Linked DNA regions of Anas platyrhynchos: region 2 is linked to region 1. Evidence: chromatin contacts called from public Hi-C data. All regions are on one chromosome and are shown on one strand. Each heading gives the region's core, a stretch centred on a gene start, on an enhancer-like site or on the middle of the called end of the contact. The rest is flanking DNA. Distances are from core to core; before and after follow the strand shown.

What was found. A called contact is a pair of places that touch in the nucleus more often than the background predicts.
Region 2: a contact with region 1 is called in a Hi-C map of liver, with 3 times the contacts expected there. The contact joins two enhancer-like sites. A contact is called at or near these places in 3 of 8 Hi-C or Micro-C datasets (liver, skeletal muscle and subcutaneous adipose tissue).

What each region holds. Positions count from the first base shown.
Region 1 is chr1:109,494,412-109,498,649 of IASCAAS_PekinDuck_T2T, forward strand. No RefSeq gene overlaps it. Among named protein-coding and RNA genes, the nearest start is that of BACH1, 18 kb to the right of the region's middle. Within about 2 kb of position 2,415, at least 1 of the 8 cell types and tissues checked has an H3K27ac peak or open chromatin away from gene starts, as enhancers often do.
Region 2 is chr1:109,538,148-109,542,297 of IASCAAS_PekinDuck_T2T, forward strand. It overlaps BACH1 (BTB domain and CNC homolog 1), which reads left to right. Exons shown (of 6, transcript XM_013097865.5): 6 at 3,161-4,150. The coding sequence ends at 3,622. Among named protein-coding and RNA genes, the nearest start is that of BACH1, 25 kb to the left of the region's middle. Within about 2 kb of position 1,289, at least 8 of the 8 cell types and tissues checked have an H3K27ac peak or open chromatin away from gene starts, as enhancers often do.

The DNA of each region.
Region 1 (4,238 bases), core at 1,165-3,664:
TCTGTGTCATGGTCCAGTTACCAACATGGGTAAATATTGAACTCTTGAAACATCCCAAACTAAATTAATTCAAAGATCTGTATTTAAACTGGATGATGGCTATTTGCAATCAATTTTTCTTCCTACTTTTAGCTATGGCTCAAGTAAAAAATAAACGTTTTGTATCAATATATTTGCATGCCAGCTTGGGTGCTCATATTCCAGATAGTAGTGACCCAGAGAAACTTACCACATTTTACCACATTGTCCTGGTTTCAGTTAGAACATTTAGGTAAAACTAAAATAAAAGTCCCAAGAATGGAAAATCGAAATATCCTATGAAAAAAATAATAAAGAAAAATGAAAATTGCAGGGAAAATGTTATTTAAAGAGAAGAGAGTATAAAACTAGAATTTTCCAAAAATATTCATAGACAAATAAATTAAAGTGCAGAACAGTCAACATAACCCAGAAAATCTTTCAAATATTGCTAGGTGTTATAATGAGTAGAACAGCCTCCTGAGAAGTTACTGCTCTATTTAGCATTCACATCTTGATTTTTTTTTTATCGAGAGCATAATAAAGATACATATTTTCATATTCAATACATCCCCAATTTTGACATGATGAATTTTTCTCTAGATACTACTTTGAACTCTGTAGCTTTGCTGACCTAATAGCTAAAAGTTCGTTGTTTTTTTTTAAAGGAAAACTTTTGTTGTCATGTTATACTGTATTTTCCAAAAGATAATATGATTTGTGTCCTTCTGTTATTTAAGGAGAGACCTTAAATTACTCTGTTAACTAGGTCCTTTGTAAGTATAGCACTGTAAAAAAGCATTATATACGGTTGTTTCAGAGATGTGTTTATGTCATGTTTCACCCAGGATTGTAGAAGCCACTTTCAGCTTTTGGGTTCAGCTGCCAATGAAACCTCCAGTTTTGTAACATCTGACTGCAGCCTGGGACAACTGCAGTCGTGGTCAAACAAACCAGCAGAGCATCTGAAGCTTGTGCTCACGATTCACCCATGGCCAGAATGCAGGGAAAGCCAGTGAAAGGCTCAGATGGCAGCAGGAGTTTCTAAATGGCTAAAGCTATACAGCTGCAGTCTGTTACACAGAGAAAGTGCATTTCTTGCTGTTATTCAGGTTAGCAAAAGTAAACGTGCCACTACAATGGCAAATGCGTTTGCTTCAGACCACTTAAGAAAACAGTGAAGTAAATGAGTTTAAAAAAACAAGACCTGTGCTATCTATTTCCTATTATTACTAAGTAACTTCCTTCCATCATAACAAATGCTGAACAAGCTTAATTTAAGTATTCCAGTTAGCAAGGATATGACTCATGCAGCCTTGAAACAGCCAAATTCTAGGGTAATTGTACATTTGAAAAGTCTGGAAGATAAGAACCTGCAGGTTTGAGTTTGGCAGCTCGATTTTTTTATTTTTTTTATTTTTTCTAACACTTCCCCTTCCACAGTTATCTCTGCTCCAGCTGTTTTTGTGAATTAATCATCTTTGGAAATGTGTCACCTTTCTCTCCCCAAAGGCTTTATTGCCACCTAAGCTTTTGTGAGCATGACACATGGCTCCTTTTTCCCTACCTAACATTCTTTGCTTGCTCAGCGCTCAGGATGGCAGCACACAGATGTCAGCGGTGCTGTCATTTTGGCAGCACCACGTTGTGCACTGATAGAAGAGGACTGCGGGGAAAGGAGGTTTGCTTCAGGCAGAGACATAGCAGCAGGACCACTGTCCCTGGCCAGCAGGATTATCAGGAAAACTGGCAGAACCCATTATAGCAGGGCTTTCTTCTCCCAAGCACATACTTCTACATGTGCACACCCACAGCCCTGAGGGTCTTCTCCCTCCTGTTACAGCATCCTTGCACATATATACACAGAGAAGAGGGGAGAAGATGCCAAATCAAGCTCTGATTTCCCAAATCAGTGAGCATTAATACCTGCTGTGATGTATGCAGAAGTCATGCTTTCAACACTTGAAGTGCTCTGTGATGCACCACAGTGCATCTAAGGTGCTCTAAATACTCCAGACTGTGATACCTTGTGTATCTCTGAACAGGCCCCATTAATGCACATTTTATGTGAGGCACATCTGTGTGTGCCTCAGTTCCAGCTGAAAGAAGGAGGTGGGTGGGCAAATAAGGAAAATTAATTTATCTTACCACGGCACAATGTAGGAAAAGTAATGTGGGAGACTCACAGATAATACACTGATGAACATCCTTGGAAAATACATGATGAAACTATTGACTGTCTTCTTGACAATCTACCTTGCTTGAACCAGTATCAGCCACCTACAGGTTCTTCAGTGTTCTTCACAAAGAGTGCTATGCATTAGTCATAGCTGTATGCATGAAAGATGGCAATCATTCACACAATACCTCAGCCCAGGCTTTCTAGACTGCACAGTCCAGTGGTTCAAACTGTAGAAAGCACAAGATTTAGCATGAGTCACTCAGCATTTCTACACGTTGATCACCAGTTCCCCCTTCTAAACCTCAGTTCCTTTAATTCCCCCATACTCTTTACCCCTTCCTGAGCAAGCAGCATCAGTCTGGAGCTCAGATCCGGTTGACTGGTGGTCTCATGACGTGGTCTGATGATTGCTGCATCCTTCATACAGTTTCCAAAAGTTACAACCATACAATGTTTTGTGGCTTGGTGCTGGTACACAACAGCAAGATCCTTTGCCAGCTTGTAGGTGCTGGCTGTGAGATATGTTTTCTTTCTCTGAACTACGTAGTAACATATGAGAATAGTTGCTCCATGGATTTAATTATTTGTCTGAATTTTATATTAAACTTTAATACAGAAATTAGGGAAATGAAATGAGGATGTGAGTGCTGATGTAACAAACGTGTGGCGAGGGGCGAGGCTATCTTTTGGGTGCTCAGGATTAGTACAGGGATATGAGAACTGCAAGTGACAGAAAGGAACTAGTTACAGCTGAGAAGAGGAACTGGTGAGTGAGTTGTATGCCTTAACTGCTTTCTTGCTTGCTTTTTATGGCTAGCATCAGTGGGATGTACAGACTGTTATCCTTAGCTCAAAATTAAAAAGCTTTTGTTTGGACGTTTCCCAAGGCTTTTCTACACAAACATTTTGTACTGGAATATTTACTTCATTTAGGGTTATGCTTTTGTCTAATATGCCTAGTACCAGTGGAGCTACCTGTGGTATAGATGCTTATAGCACTGTAGGTGGTTCTCATATAGAAAGAGGAATAACCATTATATGGCTCTGTTCTTCTAGTACAGATGAATCCATGCCGAGGGCTGTATTTGCATTAAAAATACTCAAATTATAGCCTTGATAAATAGCCTATGTGTTGTAAAAACTACACTGAAGCTAGAGCACTTTGGCACTGAAATAAATGCATCCCCACTAATCGGCCTTTACTGCTTTCATTGCACAAGCTGAGTTTGTTGCTTTTATTAACTAGATCCGCAGTTACCCACACGAAGGGGCAGTGATGTGATGTTCTGTGATGAAAAACCTCCCACTTCTGTCTTGTGACTGCTCCACAAGCATATGGCACATCCCGGTGCGCAACCCAGGCTGCCCTGTGCCTACAGACTTCCTCCGCAGCACTGATTACTTCAGTCCCTCCTGCTTCTTCCTTTGACTCGTGTCTGTTGCTCTCCCCTGCTCTGCCTGAGCAGCTTAAATAAGTCAACCACACTCAGAATTGGTAAGAGTAGCCAGAAGCAAAGACATCATTTGAAAACACCACCTGCTAAATACCTTAACCACCTCTCAGTCAGACCCTTCTGTATCCATGTCCTTACAGAAAATACTAAGCAAGTATTAATACTCATGGGAGACTGGCACATTCAAACATACTCATAAATACAGTTCTAAATGTTTGGCATATCTGGGGATCCCAGCCCCTTGTGGAGTGTTTAATCAGACAAGAAGCCCACTACTCCTATACGAAATAATACCTCCTTTTGAATTTACCTGCATTCAAGGAGAATGTGAACACTAATTTGTGAAATAATTTCAGAAAAGAAGGATTCTTTCAAGGAAAAAATATCTACATAAAAGTTCCAAGATAAACTAACTTACATCCAGGTATGCACTCAAATGTGCTAAAAATGTGCCTAAATCCATTTATGACCCTTCGAAAAACTCTCATTAACTTAAGTCCGTGGAAGATGCTCTTACATCTGACTGTGTGAGCTCCCTCTGGTGGGTAACGTGAGATCTACCACTACCACTGCAAGGCAGATAC
Region 2 (4,150 bases), core at 39-2,538, 43 kb after region 1:
TGTGCATGACGACTCCTGCCTCCCTTCTGCTTTTCTGGGCTAGTCTTGGGTCTCAGAAGCTGGTTGTTCTTCCCACAGTATTCTCTGTGATGTGGCTCTGAGAGAGGATAATGAGGTATAGCTATAGTTGGAAAACTTTGGACAGGTAGATAATACTGTGTGCTGTTAGGAAATATTATTTGGCAAAACTACCCATACTGGTTTCCAGTATATGCAGCATGTTGTCTTGTATGGATGTCTGAGTTGTTGCTTATCGGGTTTTTGTTTTAATCTGAGAAAAACATAATATTTGTGGTACATTCTTGAGAAACCCCTTTATCTGGGGCAGACATTAACCCCTTGCATTAGTAGAGGCTGGAGACTGGCTGGGAAGTAGCTCTGCTGAAAGGGCCCTGGGGGAGTGTTCTGGGCATGAGCATGAGTCAACAGCTGAGCATGAGTCAACAGCTTGTCCAGGCTGAAAAAAGGCTGTCAGCATCCTGGGTTGTATTAACAGGAGTGCAGCCAGTGGTTTGAGGGCAGTGATTGCGCTCCTATACTTAGCACTCATAAGACTGAATCCAGAATACAGTGCCCAGTTTCGCCACCGCCCTCCCTGTGCTAGAAGGACCTTGACAAATGAATAAAATTAGGAGTGGGGTCCCCAGGACTATCAAGGCTGAAGTACTCGTGTGAGGAGAGGCAGATGAAATGGGGCTGCTTCTGCTTGGGGAGAGATGGTTGTGGGGAGAGCTAATAGCCACCTGCCCACATCTGGGGGAAAGTCATCAAGATGATGTAGCTGTTGAGAATGGGAGTACTCCTGCCTCCTAGCAGGTAGTGTTATTCACAGCACAGGAGCTGGAGACACTGTCATAAAGAGAAATAGGAGGTTTCAACTGGATATATGGAAACCCATTTACCACTGGGGACGGGCAGGCAATGGAGGAGGTTACCCATAGAGGTTGTGTGGGCTCTGTCATAGGAGGTTTTCATGACACCACTGGACAAACCCCTGAGCAGACTGATCTTACTCAGAGGTGACTTTGTGCTCAGTGGGAGGCTGGACTACAGACCTCCTGAGGTACCTTCCCATCCAAGTGATTCTGTGAATCTGAAAGTCTTATGTTAAGCTCCACTTACATGCAAACAAAAGTACTGCTGTGTTGAATCGAACTGCTCTCTGAGAGAATTGGATTTAGTCATTTCTCTTGACCAGCTCTGTACAGAAGACCATCTTTGACCCTGGGTCTGGGAGGGGTGGAGTTAAATTCCCCACAGCAGCCCATGGAGTGTTGTGTCCAGCAACTGCAGCTAGAACAGCCCTGATATCGCAGCAGTGTTTTGTCTATTGCTGAGCAGGCTTGGCGCAGTATCAAAACTCTCCTCCCTTTTTTTTCTTTTTTCCTTTAAACGATGCTTATCTCAACCTGCAAGCGTTTGTTTGCGGTCATATTTTCTCCTCCCCATACCTCTTCCTTTGACAACGTCAGTTGGCCATTGGTGTGAAACCACGACAGACCCTCCTCGTATAGTCCATGTAATCTTTGCTGATTGACCTTTGGGGTGAGCCTTTGTGTTCCTGTTGTTCACTCCTGTTCTGTATGTGTGAATACATGTGGGCCTCTCAGGGAAAGATTGGCTTCATAGAAACAGCTCTTTCAGAACACCTGTATGCATATCCACCTACCTTGTACTTTCTGACACCAGTTTTAGACTGTGGGTACTTTTGAGGGGGGGGGGGGGGGGCAGAGTAAAGGACAGCTGGCCTCAAGAAACACTACTTCCTTGGAGATCCCATGGCTCAGGAGGAGGATGTGTCACTGTGTGACAGGCCATAGCTGTGATCTGAAATGCAACTGAGATCTTGTTATATATACTATAGCAAGGAGAAATGCATGACCTAAATAGGTTCTTCACCAGCAGTGAGAGTTCTTAATTTGATGATTATTCTGACTTCCTAGTTAACATTACTTTGAAGTACTAATATAATGCAGCTAAAATTGAAATGCATTAACTTCTTAACAACTTAAGTTCTCCACCCACATCTTACACTGGGAAAAAATATTTCTGAGTGTTGAAGTTTGTGTTAAGCAATAGTTCAGATTATTTCATCAGTCCATGCTGCACAGCTGAGTGACTCTGCATACCCAAAATGTACATTTCAGATTAGGAGATCTGGCAAAGCTGCACTCTTTCTAATCACTTTCAGCAAAAGAGGCTGGCAAAAACTGCTTCCCTTGCAAAGTGCTGCTTAACACTAGTGAATTCTTTCAAAAAAAAAAAAATTGTAGAGGTTGCAGTATGAGTTTCTCCTGCAAGAAGGAATATGAGAAGAAATAAAAGTAATATTTCTAAGAATGAATTGATGTAACCCATAGTGATTTATTTCTCAAAAGCTATTTAAGACTTCGTGCAGAAACTGAAATGCGTGTCTTCAAAACTCTGCCTCTTTAACTATAGAACTAAAAATGTTTCTTCTTTCAGCTACTTCATTTGGGTCTTATTTCCTGTCCTTTGTTTCCTCATTTTCTTTTCCTCCAGACATTGCTTGTTTACATCATTAGGCTAGCCCCATAGTTTTCCATGTCCTTGCATCTTCAACCAGTTGTACCAGAAGTCTCAGGAAAGATTATGGTGTTGAAGTAAAATCTTCCTATTCTACTTCAGAAACAATTCTGAAGTCCATTGTTTGTTCTGTGGTGGGGTTTAGTACTTCCTGAGTATTGAATTTATTTTCATCTAACAGAGTAGTATCAATACTGAAAATGTGATGTCTGTTTTTTTACGCTTAAATTTTCAATGTAAAATATCCATGGAAACTGTTCTGCTTAATGTTTGGTTGACCTAACAGGGCTGGTAACAGTGTAGATGTGTTATCCTGTAGAATTAATGTTTTGGGAATATTTACAGTAAGTGGAACTAGGTTTCATTTAATTAGTAAGCGTTATTCTTTTAGCTGTCAGCATTAGTTTTGAAGAACTTTGTTTGGAAAAGACACTTCAAATAGCTGAGTTAATGCTTCAAGATGGGTAGGATTGTTCTTTTAGTAGGCATTTGGTTGTGTCATTGTTGATCTTACAGTCTGCTGAAACAGCAGGAATTTGGCAATGTTATTTACAGATTTGTTTTATTTTTTTTGTGTTAAAATGTATGCTAAAAAGCTATTTCTTCTTTGCAGCAAAATGAGAAAGAAAACTTGCTGAAGGAGAGAAATCACATTCTGTCAACTCTGGGTGAGACAAAGCAGAATTTGACTGGACTTTGCCAGCAGGTGTGTAAGGAAGCAGCCTTGAGTCATGAGCAAATACAAATACTTGCGAAATATTCTTCCTCAGATTGTCCGCTTTCATTTTTATTCCCGGAGAGAGAACGAACAGCGCCATCTGATAGCGAGCTCGCAATACCAACGGGTCTAGAACTAGCAGATGGCCTTTCAGGTGTTACGTCTACAAATGAGCAGAGTTCCTGTTATCAGTGTGTGAAAGGTGTGTGTGATGCACCATATGATCAAGTACAAGAACTGCATCCAGCTTCTGTAAGAACACTGGAGAAAACTTCACTCGTGGAACAGAGTGGACAGAGTGGTGCTATCACAGACTTCTGTCAGCAAATGACTGACAAATGCACTACAGATGAGTAAATCTATTCTCTTCCTATTGCCAGCCTCTCAACGTTGTGATTTAAAGCAAGATTGAGCATTATCCTAAAGTAATTTACAAAGTGAAAGTAAAGAGGAAGCTTTCTTTTAAAACTACATTGGCAATTATATACATGGTCATTATATTACTTGGCAAGCTTTGGGTTTGCTCTGTGTAGTTCTAGAGTGTAACTTGTACGTGTCAGCCTTGGAGCTTTTTCTGCGTGGTGATGGCAAGGAATGTTCCAGTAAGTTGTTTGAAAGTATAAACTTTGTGCACAGATGTTCGTTTGTGAGGAAGCTTTCATTCAGGTATCAAGTAGCCTTCACTCTGGTTTATGCCACAGTACCTAATGCCACTCTACATCTCAAGATTCCTAACATATGTTTATGCACAATGACTTCTGTACATGGAGTACTTACCTGTTTAAGATGTCTTTTTTTCTTCTGGCAGACAAACTTTAAGAAGTGTGTATAGCTTCATAAATGTTTATTTTGTAGATGGGTTAGGATAACATGACATTATGAGGA